Regions from separate parts of the Mus musculus genome. Here regions 2 and 3 are each linked to region 1. The links are chromatin contacts, called in public ChIA-PET and HiChIP or PLAC-seq maps. All regions are on one chromosome and are shown on one strand. Each heading gives the region's core, a stretch centred on a gene start, on an enhancer-like site or on the middle of the called end of the contact. The rest is flanking DNA. Distances are from core to core; before and after follow the strand shown. Region 1 holds the start of Blm (Bloom syndrome, RecQ like helicase). Region 2 holds the start of Rccd1 (RCC1 domain containing 1). Region 3 overlaps Iqgap1 (IQ motif containing GTPase activating protein 1).

Evidence for each region. ChIA-PET counts read pairs in DNA pulled down with a chosen protein or histone mark. HiChIP or PLAC-seq counts read pairs in DNA pulled down with a chosen protein or histone mark.
Region 2: a contact with region 1 is called in an RNA polymerase II ChIA-PET map of memory CD8 T cells, with 1,180 read pairs. The contact joins the promoter of Rccd1 here to the promoter of Blm in region 1. A contact is called at or near these places in 8 of 39 promoter capture datasets (the C10 cell line, embryonic stem cells, erythroid cells and 4 more), 1 of 15 datasets of contacts at CTCF or cohesin (the NIH/3T3 cell line), 4 of 484 Hi-C or Micro-C datasets (CD8 T cells, bone marrow-derived macrophages, embryonic stem cells and 1 more), 12 of 115 datasets of contacts at active chromatin or transcription factors (the SCID.adh cell line, bone marrow-derived macrophages, effector CD8 T cells and 8 more) and 4 of 9 other capture datasets (adipose tissue, liver, macrophages and 1 more).
Region 3: a FOXA1 HiChIP or PLAC-seq map of pancreatic cancer cells shows a contact between it and region 1. The contact joins the enhancer-like site here to the promoter of Blm in region 1. A contact is called at or near these places in 3 of 39 promoter capture datasets (the 3T3-L1 cell line, liver and neural stem cells), 2 of 115 datasets of contacts at active chromatin or transcription factors (the NIH/3T3 cell line and pancreatic cancer cells) and 2 of 9 other capture datasets (adipose tissue and liver).

The regions. Positions count from the first base shown.
Region 1 is chr7:80,533,283-80,536,975 of GRCm38.p6, forward strand. Blm (Bloom syndrome, RecQ like helicase) reads right to left here and starts at 1,837. Exons shown (of 22, transcript NM_001042527.2): 1 at 1,761-1,837.
Region 2 is chr7:80,322,611-80,326,303 of GRCm38.p6, forward strand. It overlaps Rccd1 (RCC1 domain containing 1), which reads right to left and starts at 1,844. Exons shown (of 9, transcript NM_173445.4): 1 at 1,140-1,844. Unc45a (unc-45 myosin chaperone A) reads right to left here. Exons shown (of 20, transcript NM_133952.2): 19 at 3,403-3,558; 20 at 2,682-3,267. The coding sequence ends at 3,010.
Region 3 is chr7:80,713,545-80,717,237 of GRCm38.p6, forward strand. It overlaps Iqgap1 (IQ motif containing GTPase activating protein 1), which reads right to left. Exons shown (of 38, transcript NM_016721.2): 37 at 3,467-3,575; 38 at 1-401. The coding sequence ends at 288. Among named protein-coding and RNA genes, the nearest start is that of Crtc3, 27 kb to the left of the region's middle. Within about 2 kb of position 1,932, at least 105 of the 459 cell types and tissues checked have an H3K27ac peak or open chromatin away from gene starts, as enhancers often do. A contact at or near this core is called in the NIH/3T3 cell line and pancreatic cancer cells, where this site is marked.

The sequences.
Region 1 (3,693 bases), core at 587-3,086:
CACCCGAGGAAAACTTTCAACTTCTGATCCTTCTGTCTCCACCTTCTATGTGTGTGTGGATTATAGGCTTGCTCTGGGAGGTAGCTTGCTTCTAAGATAGTCTTTATAAAGCTGCTCTTAACTTTCCATTCTCCTGTCTCATTCAAAGTGCCAATTGGGGTCATAGGTGTGAACCACCAAAATTCCTAGTGGCAACTGATCTTATTCTACAGGAAAGCAAGATACTCAAAGGCTTTTAGGCACAAAATTATACAGATAATTTTTCAATTACTTTGAACCTGGTAAGACAGAAAAGGCCTGGGAAGATGGCTCAGTCAGTAAACTGCTTGTAGTATGAACATAGGGACCTGATTTCAGATCTCCAGAACCCACTTAGAAAGTCAGGAGTGGTAATGTGCATCTATAATGCCAGTCCTGGGAGGCTTGCTAGTTTAATCAGTAAGTTCCAGGTTCAGTGAGACTGCCCCAAACACTAAGATGGAAGACAACTGCAGAAGGTACCTCTGGTCTTCTTGCACATTAACACACACACACAAACATGGACAAGAACATACTCCTATCTCCATTCCTGACAAAAGGTAAAAATTTAGAAAATAGAGCATGTCCCTCAACCAAGTTTAAGATGCTACATTCTGTCCAGCAGTGGCAGCCATTGCCTTTAATTCCAGCACTCAGGAGGGAAAGGCAGTGGAATCAGGGTTCGAGGCCAGCCTGGTCTACAGTGGGCTACACAGAGAAATCTGTGAGTCTCTTTTGCAGAAGTACATATTTCACAGTATATACACTTTAAATAACAGGGATGGTGACATGGGTCTGTAACTCAAGCACTTGAGAGGTTGAGGCTGAAAAGATCATGGAGTCCAAAGTCACCCTCAGCTCTACAAGTTTGAGGCCAGACGGGACTACAAGATCCAAAACAAACAAACTGGTACTAAATCCCTATCTTGGGAACCTAAAAATCCCACTTCATCCAAGCAAAGTTAAAGTGACATCCAAACAGAATAGCAGTCAGGCTAACAAAATGTTGACTCAAGCCGGTGTGACGTCAACTCAGCACTGGATGGCTGAGACGGTGTGACGTCAACTCAGCACTGGATGGCTGAGACAAGTTCCTTCCAAGCTCAATTAAATGTATTACTCCCCAGGCGTCTGCCTCTCTCCTTCTCCTCCATCTTGTCATCTCTCGATCAGTCTTTCCCACCCCTACCCCTTGCTGAGGTAGGAGAGCTGTGTATTTAAAGGCGACACCGGAAGATGGCAGGTTCATCTCAGTCACCCTCACCCGGTAACCTATGACAGTTAAGAGGGACTGGGAGGAAGCCTGGGGCAGTGAGATAGGCTTCAGAGCTGGGCAGGTCCTATTCAAACCTCATCTGGCATCCAAGCCCGCGCGCCCTTTCGGCAAACGAGGTCTGAGCTCCTGCTTCTCCGATTAAAAACAGGGCACCTCCACCTCTTCTGGCGTCTCGAAAGCATGCATTGCTACGAGGGGTCGTTGCAGCACTACACAAACTACGGGAAGCAGATGAGCTAATTTCTCGCGTATGACAATCAAGGCCTTAAGGAAAGTGTGGACAGTGAGACTCGAGCCTCGGCCGCCTGACATGGCCTTTTCTGGGTCACCAGGTCTCTACTCCGGTCTGGGCTTCTCGCCACAAGCGAGGCTCGGAGAACCTGGGACGGATGACTGGTGAAATGGCCAAGGCCTCGGGCTCTGTTAGTCGGCGGAGCCACCGCAACCCAGCGCGCGCCGAACTCACCTCACTCAGGCTTACGTCGCGCCGGGCGGAACCACCATCCAAACTCCGCGCGCCGACACGGCCCTCCTGCGCCCCGCGCCGCACGCTCTGCGCGGCAAGAAGGATGATTCTGATTGGGTAATCCCTGAAGGATCTAACCAATACCGTGGCCTCTGGCTCCTGGCCCCGCCCCTAGAGCTGCTGGGGCGGTATCCCCCGAGCACGTACTACTAAAGCCCAATCCGAATGCAGCTGACCGGTCAGGTGATTATGGCAAACTACCTGGCTTCCGGCGTAGTAAGGCTTTGTTTTGTTTTTTGTTTTTTGTTTTCCTAGTGTAGGGAAAGGCGCCTGAAGCCCAGTCTGTGGCATGGTAGAGATTTTGTGATGTTTGAAGACAGCCGAGGCTTGCTAGTTCCGGTAAATCAGGCGAAGCGTCTGTGGGCCTCTTCTTTTGGATCTCACCCTCTATTCTTGTGAAACTTCGGCGGTTCTTCCACTGCTGACTGTCATTAATCGGTCGCAAGCTCAGATACTTCAGCTGGCATGCAGATGCCGAGGGTGAAGCTTCAGTTCTAGTGGGTAGCTTCCACCATGAATGCAGCCCGGTGATGCCTGATCTTCTATTTTTGTAACTTTTAGTTTTTTTGAGACCGGACCTTACATAGCCCAGGTTGGCCTCAAACCTCCACCAAATTGTGTAGGAGAAGCTGACCTTGAACTCCCGATCCACCTACTTACACTTCCCAAATACTAGGATTACATATTCCACCAAAGTGGGCTCTTGTTAATTTTTTTCTCTTCCAACCCTGTCATCTGTCCTTACCCTCTTTTTATTTTATTTATTTATTTATTTATTTATTTATTTATTTTGGTTTTTTGAGACAGGGTTTCTCTGTATAGCCTTGGCTGTCCTGGAACTCACTCTGTAGACCAGGCTGGCCTCCAACTCAGAAATCCACCTGCCTCTGCCTCCCAAGTGCTGGGATCAAAGGCGTATGCCACCACTGCCGGACCCTTTCCCTCTTTTAAGGAGTAAATTCAAACTGTTACAACAATATGGAAAACAGTACAAAGGATTTGAAAGATACTAAAAGTTACCTCATGACCCAGAAACATCTCCTCTGACATATACCCAAAGAAAATTAATAAATAACTTCCTAAAGCTATCAGCTTTCCCTTGTTCATTGCTGCATAATCCACAATAGCCAAGATATGAAAATAAGCTGTCAGGAGAAAGACGGGAAATGCACATCAGAATAGTAATTAGCCTGGTAAAAAGAACCAGATCTTTCCATTTAGGGACATTATGCTAAGTGAAATAAGCCAGACACAGTAAATTATTATTGCATGATCTTATATGTGGGATCTTTATAAAATTTAAATATTCATATCTAGAGAAAACTGGTGGAGAGTTGTGGGTTAGAGGACACATATAGTGAAAATACCTAGAGATCCAAAATACAATATGCAAGTTCTATATATTGCATTTGTGCTAAACTATTATGAGTTACAAAAACCAAGGAAGTATAGCTGCAGATGATGACTAGACTCATGTGTTTCATTATTGTAAATTTCTTACTATCTATATGTGTCTGCATCTTTAGGCATCCTGCTGACAAACTGATAAAATGTTTTTAAAGCTGCGTCTATGTAGCCCTAGCTAGCCTGTTACTTAATTATGTAGACTAAGCTGGCCTCAAACTTAGAGACATCTGCCTGCCTCTGCCTTCTGAGTGCTAGGAAGTGCAGGCATGCCTTGAAATTTCCTTCCTTCCTTCCTTCCTTCCTTCCTTCCTTCCTTCCTTCCTTCCTTTTTTTTCTCTTTTTCCCTTTTCTTTTTCCTTCCTTCCTTCCTTTCCTCCTCATTTCTTCTTTCTCTCTTTTGTTTGTTCTTTCTTTCTGAGACAGGGTTTCTTTGTGTAGTCTTGGCTGTCCTGAAACTCACTCTGTA
Region 2 (3,693 bases), core at 594-3,093, 210 kb before region 1:
TTCTTTTTGTTTTTTTTTGTTGTTTTTTTTTCTTTTTGTTTTTTTTTTTTCTTTCTTCTCTTTCTTGTTCAATATTCATATCTTAACTTGTCTACCAGGATTAGTTACCCACACACATGTTTCTTTCTGCAAAATAGGATGTCAGTTCTCAGGGAGGTCTTGAGAATTTAAACTCTACTTGGCCCCTACTCAAAATGGAAGTCTTTTTTTGTTTGTTTGTTTCAAGACAGGGTTTCTCTATATAGCCCTAGCTGTCCTGGAACTCACTTTGTAGACCAGGCTGGCCTCAAACTCTAAAATCCTCTGCCGCCCAACTGCTGGGATTAAAGGCGTGCACCACCACTGCCCAGCCAAAATGAAAGTCTTATTCCAAATAGTTCCTTATATTGGCTCAGGTGACTCTCTTACCTTGGGGCCCATCCCAGGGGCAGCTTACACTATAAAAGCTTATACACAGGTGCAGAAAGTGCTGCAGGGTGGTTGTTTCGGGTCCAAGGGTAACTATACAAAGTCGTTCTACTGACTTCTATCGTGATTGGTTTCAAGGGCACAGAACATAACTATATAATCAATCTTAGCATTAGAAAGTTCCTTAGGAACAGCACAAACATGAGAAAGTTTCTTTATAATGGCAGGCTGTCCAGGTAACGGTTACCTAGGCCTTAACCTTCCATCTAGGCCTTAACAGTGGTCTCTTTCTTTGCAACCCAGAACTTATTTCTATTACCACAAGGGAACTGTGAGGCATGTACGTGGGAGATCAGATACAACACTAGGATCTGAGGCCCACAGCTCCAGTCTCTTAGCCTTGAGAACTTTAACCCCGAGTCTCCATTCAAATTGACTCCATTTTTCTCTAGACTCCCAATCACACAGCAAGTGTGGAGCTGAGCCGTGTCCTATGGATTTATAAGCCTCGTCCCAACAAGAAGAATAAACACCTGGGACCTAGGTGGGCGTGCCTGTGCACCTGGATCCTATTGCACAACTTCAGTTTTACAAGGCGAGTGGGGACAGCACTGCTTGTATCTACCTAGCAGAACTGTTTGCAATAAATACAAATCAAAATTTAAGTGTAAACAGTCCTAGCTTAGTTTACACAGTAGAATTTAACGACGAAAATGACCATTGGCTCTTACCGGGTTTCAGAGGCATTTGGACAATTTCCACTGGACCTTACTCGGTCGTTTATTCAAGAAGTCTTTGCTGCGCCTTTCCTTTGACTTAATGTGATGACTATGGGTCCCAGGGAGCTCAGGCTGAAATTGGGAGACAGTCGCGCGGTTCAAAATGCAACGCCACTTCACTCGAATGGATCAGAATTTTACAGACACTCTCGAGCCTCTTAAGTCAGATCTGAGACTACAGCTCCTGGATCCCCAACCAAAGGAATCTTTCATCTTCCCATTAGCCTGTACCCTCAACTCATCAGGAAAGCCCTTTAAGCAGGAAACCTTGAAAGTGAGCAGCGCATAGTAATGTATGGCTCGGGGAACAGATGGCCGGCGGAGTAAAGCACTTTTTAAGGGCCTCCGCGCCAAGCAACGCGGTCATTCGGTGCGCCAGCTTTTCGGAGCCAATCGCAGGCACGAGCGGTGACGTCACCACTGGGGCGCGCCTGACCGGCACACATGCGCCGGGTTACCTGCCACCAGGCAGTAGGCTGAAGTCTCCTGTGCGCGCCAACAGCAGTGGACGCGGTTGGAACCACTGAATGAATGGATACTCTTGACGATCCGAGGGAAACGGCGGGCGAAGACCAAGCCCTGACACCCTCCATTCCCTTTGAACAAGGAAGGAGGTCGTTCACTACTGAACAAGCGCAGGACTGAGGGCCAAACAGGAAGCTGTAGTACTAGTGCCTTCACTGATTGGCCCAGGCTCTGTCACTTACTTGTACTGAGCCAATGAGTGCCAAGCCTGGACTCCAGCCTCTAAGAAACCGGTGTTCCTAGCCATATAGGGAATCTATTTGAGTCCTGTTTCTCCTTCAACCTGGCAGAGTTACAGAAAAATGTATTTTCCCCGAGGGAAGCGCACACTGACCCCAAATTCCAAACACAGACTGGGTAGAGATCACAGAAAACTCACAATATCATGACAAATGTATCCAAGGACCAGCATAAAAAAACGACACTGAAAAAAAAAAAAAAAAAAAAAGCTGGGCAGTGGTGGCGCACGCCTTTAATCCCAGCATTCGGGAGGCACAGGCAGGCGGATTTCTGAGTTCGAGGCCAGCCTGGTCTACAAAGTGAGCTCCAGGACAGCCAGGGCTATACAGAGAAACCCTGTCTCGAAAAAAAACCAAAAAAAAAAAAAAAAAGAAAGAAAGAAAAAGAAAAAACCAACCAAACAAACAAACAAAAAAAAAAAAAAAAAAAAAGACACTGAAATTTGATCAGCTTCCTAAGCTTTAGGCTAACTCACCAGGATTTAGAAAGAAACCAGCGTGGGTGTTGGCACTTGTAATTCCTACAACTCTTAACGGTTGAGAAAGGATTATCAGTTTGAAGCCAGCCTGTCCTACCCATATTAAGGCCTTGTCTACAAAGGTTCTCCATGGGCCCACTGGCTTCCTTCTGTTACAGCAACAGCGCTCTACAGCACACTTTGCTGATGTCCAGCTGTTGCTCCTGAGTGTCCCACCCTCAGCAGCCCCGCCTACAACAACAAACAGATGCTTTAGTTCCACAGAATTTATTAGCGGGGTGAGCCTGCTGGCAGGCTCTGATGATGCTCCCAGCATGTGAGGATGCTGTTGTGTCCTTCCTTCTTGATGCCCATAATCCTCAGGCTTGAATGGGATGTACGTCCCCCAGCCTCAGCTCTCTACAGTACAGACAGGGCCCTCCTGAGTGCTGGCAGGGCAGGGCTGTATGCTGTGTGTCCTGAGAACACCAAAGTGCAACTGTGGCAGCTGTGGAGGCGAGGCAAGTATCGAGCATCCCAGTGCTGACTCAGAGCTGTGAAGGGTGACAGATGCGTGAGCTGTGGGCCCCGGGCCGATCGTCACTCTCCGTCCTGGTTGGGTTGGATGAGTCTATATTCCACTGCTTTCTCCAGGCAGGCTGCGGCAGCCCTGGTGACTGGGCTCTCCTCGCCCTTGGCCAACACTGACAGGATCTCCAGGACCTCACTCTCCATCAGGGTGCCGGCGATCTCCTTCGAAGACTGCATCATGTTCAGCACCACCACGGTGCCCCGGTGCTGCAGCTCCTGGTTGGGGCTGAGGAGCAGGGCCTGCAAGATCTCCAGCCAGTGTGTGGTCTGTAGGAAACGGGCGGATGTGAAGACTGGCAGAAACCACATCTACGCTCTAGGAACTCCCCGACACAACAGCCATACCACCATGTAGGGAACTGCTAGCTCCTTCAGCCTCCCCCGCCCAGACCAGGTACTCACCACTTGAGGGATACGACTGCAGAGTGCGGGCCGCATGGAGGTGAGCATGGCCAGGCCCCCAGCAGCCGCCCTCCGCAGCAGCTCATCATCCTCGCCGCTGTACAGCACCAGCAGCTTCAGCCGGTCATTGCCCTGGGCCTCGAAGAGATCTTGCACCTGGGACAGATGGAGGCAAGGACCATGCTACCGGGGTTCAAAGCCTAGCCGAAGGGCAGGGCTGCTGGTACCTGTCATGGCAACCACCGGACCAACCCCGGCACCTGTCAGTCATGGCGACCGGCCAGACCAACG
Region 3 (3,693 bases), core at 682-3,181, 180 kb after region 1:
GTAATGACCACTTAGGAGGCTTTAACAGAAAGGGGTTGGGAGGGGGTCCCACTCTTTCCTACATGATGAGAGAAAATGAGGGAGCAGGGCTGAGGGGAAGTCAGGCTTATGGCTTCACAAGGAGAAGGGAGAGGGCACTGACGTCCGTCCGTCCGTCAGAGGGAGTGTGAACTGAGGCACCGCCACTGGACCAGGTCCTTGCTTCTAAGGAATAATGGAGGATCCTAGAAAGACAGCCGTGAGGTGCTGCCGTTTTTTGTTAACTCTTCTGGGCGGCGAGCGACCCATTACTTCCCATAGAACTTTTTGTTGAGAAGGAAGATCAGGAGGTTGACATTCACTTTAGCTCTATCAAATAATTTCATAACTGCAACTCCTTCATACTGTAGCTGCAGCAAGTCCTGTTTAAAAAACAAAACAAAACAATTTCACCATCGAATCCAGAACAAGAAAAGGAAGGACCCCACGATCCAGGAGAGGAGAGGCAGGACTTCTGTGCCAGGTGTGAAATGGTGCAGCAGGTCAGACACACTTCTCAGTGCAGAGCTTTACGGGGCACGACTGCCCTGGGGCCAGCTACCCTGGGTGCTGGAGCAACAGGGAGCCTACAACTTAGTCTTAGGTTATCATTTAGTTTATAGTAAAAGATTCTAAACACAAAGGGAAATTAGGAGTTATGTTCAGTTAAAATACATTTAAAGCTTATTTCAAAAGTTACAACGGTAGGGGCCGCTGGAGCAGTGAGCAGGGCATGGATGAGTGGGTGAAGCATCATCCTCAAGAGGCAAAGGGGAGGGTGGAGAGGGGAGAGGGGAGATGGGATGGGATTTGTTGAGGGGTAACTGGAAGGGGGATATGATTTGAAATGTAAAGGAATGATTAATCAAAAAGAAGTTATGATGGCATTTCCCCATTGTTTCAGATGTAGGTTAGAGGTTTTAATACACATAGAAAAAGTAAAGGCATTTCAATTTATGAAATATGCCAATGAGAATGAGAAATGAAAATGAGAATGACCTGTAATGTCTCAGTACCTACCAGTTGCTCTGCCCCCGCCCCGCCTCCACCCCTGGCACTTTTGCACAGGCTGACCGAATACTCCTGACCCCATGGTGGGATGACAGGTATGTGCTGCCTGGCTCAGTTTCTACAGTGCTGAGATCAAACCCAGGGGTTTGTGCCTGCCAAACAAGCATTCTACCAACAGAACTACATCTCCAGCTCTGCAGTCTACTGGAGTCCTTTGTTTTTAGGAGACTGAGCCCAGGGTCTCTTGTAAACTGAATATGACTCCAACTTCAACTCCGCATGAGAAAGGTTGTCTAACGTAAATGCAAGTACAACAGGAGGAGCAACCATCCAGCACCGAGCCTGTGTGTGGCCTCGGTTAGGCACCTTACACACTATTTTTTCAAGGCATTACAAAAACCTTATGAAGCATAATTATCTGAACTTTAGAGATGAGCTGCTGAGGCTCAAAGTGTTGGGTGGCAAGGCCATCAGGAAAGAGCTGGCTCTGGGGTGATCGGTATGATCGGCTGTTTTCTAATGTTCTCTGCAGTCCTGGCGGCTTACGACAGCACTGTCGTCACTACCACTAAACTGGTGAGTGGTGGTGAGGAAGGGCATGAAGGGACCGCAGTGTCCCAAGGATGGGGACCATGGTGTGTCCTCTCTGCCTAGCCTAACCCTAACCCCAGGCACCTATGAGGCAGACCAGTTCCTGAATCCGAGCAGCAGTGTACAGTCTCCTTAGCAGACTGGTTGGCCTGCACTGGCAGTGAAACCAATGGAATAGGGACTGTATGCAGTATGCTTAGTTACAGTGTGTGAAGAAATCCTTTCACAGTTACTGAATTAATATGCGCTGAGAGACTACTGGTTACCAACAGGGAGGTACAGATGACTAAGACATACTGTCTTAGGAGTTCCCAGTTTTGGGGGTGGCAGGGAAATGAGTCAGCTCGCACTGTCAACAGAGGATGTCTCAGGGCTGCTGAGTCAAGGGGAAGGGCCATCACTGCGGCTGTAGGGGGGCAGCGCGGGCCAGTGCTCACTGTTTGATGGAGGCAGGAGGCAGGTAGGGAGCAGAGGGAGGGAGGCTGATTCCAGGAGGGGAGAGCATCCTGTGCAGAAGGCGGAACGCTTGCTCACAGAGAGGCACCAGCCTGGTTTGCTAGACCACGGCAGTGGCAAGCAAGGCAGGGTGTGGCAAGACATGGAAGAGCAGTTTGGCAGTAGAGCATGTGTGAGGCTCAAAGTTTGATTCTCAGCACTGCAAAAGAAATGAGCCAACCAGGCTGAAGAGGTCACTCACTGGTTAGGAGCACTGACTGCTCTTCTAGAGGTTCTGAGTTCAATTCCCAGCAACCACATGGTGGCTCACAACCTTCTGTAATAGGATCTGATGCCCTCTTCTGGTGTGTGTCTGAAGACAGCTACATACATAAATACATAAATCTTTAAAAAAAAAAAAAAGAAAAGAAAAAGAAACCAACCAACAAAAACCGTAAGAGGTCTACTATGTGGTACACACATAGTTGGGTCTGGACACCGCTCATGAATCCTTTCAATTGTCTGATTATTTCTGGCTTTGGATTTTGAAGATTGCTTTCACTATACAGGCTGGCCAGGAATTACAATGAAGTCCAGGCTGGCCTCAAACTCTGAATCTTCTTGCCTCTGTCTCCTGAGAGCTGGATTACTGGTGCGTGTCACCATCCTTATTTGGTACATTTTTTAATGTGCAAAAATAGATATTTAGGCAGCTCGGCATGGTGGCACATATCTATAATCCCAGCATTTGGGAGAAACAGGAGAGTCAAGTGTTCAAGGCCAGACTCAACTACATAGTGGATTTGAGGATAGTTTGGGCTACATAAGATTCCTCCCACTCCCCAAAATCAGGTATTTGGGGTTGGAAATTGAACTCAGTGGGAAACAGCCTGCAAGCACAATGCTGAGGGTCAAATGTAAGCACCAGAAAGAAAAAAAAAAGAAACTTAAAAATAAATTAGGGGCAGCTACGTTATAAAACGGCTACAGAGTTAATTTTGAATTTAAAATGTGATTCAGAGTTACAACGAGGCAATGTGTTCACAAATTTTAGTAATATCCCTAACAAAAGGTATCCATATCAAATAAAAATGAAAACAAAGAGAGATTTCAAGTACAGAGCAGCAAAGAATCTCTTACTGCTAACACTGGTGGTTAGGTACCTCCTTCAAGGCCAGGGCACCAGCTCATCAGGGCTGGAGTGAAGATTCAGGTGTCAGAGCACTCTAAAGCATCCGCACAGGACGACTCTCAGAGGACACAGACCACACCCAACTCCCCAAGCCCTTAGCTTCTCCCAACTAGGCGCCCACCGAGCTCTCTGAATACACAAAGCTCTCCCCAAAGGCTTTCCCTTATCTTTTCTCCCACCTCATCGGAGAGCGTCACGCCTGAGCCTGTGCACACCCACCTGATAATGCAACATGAAAGTCTCCATCTGAACTCCCATGAACTTGGCTTTTACTTCAAAGTCTCCAACTTCTTCTGTTGGACCAATTTCGAAGATAACATTTTTAAATCTGTTGAAACACAACACCGTATGTGTGAGCTTTGAGTTTTTAGGTAATGAGACTCTGAGATGGGGGAGGGGGCACTAGGGGTAGATTCTGGACCTAAGTTCGCCTGGAGCGGCAGCGC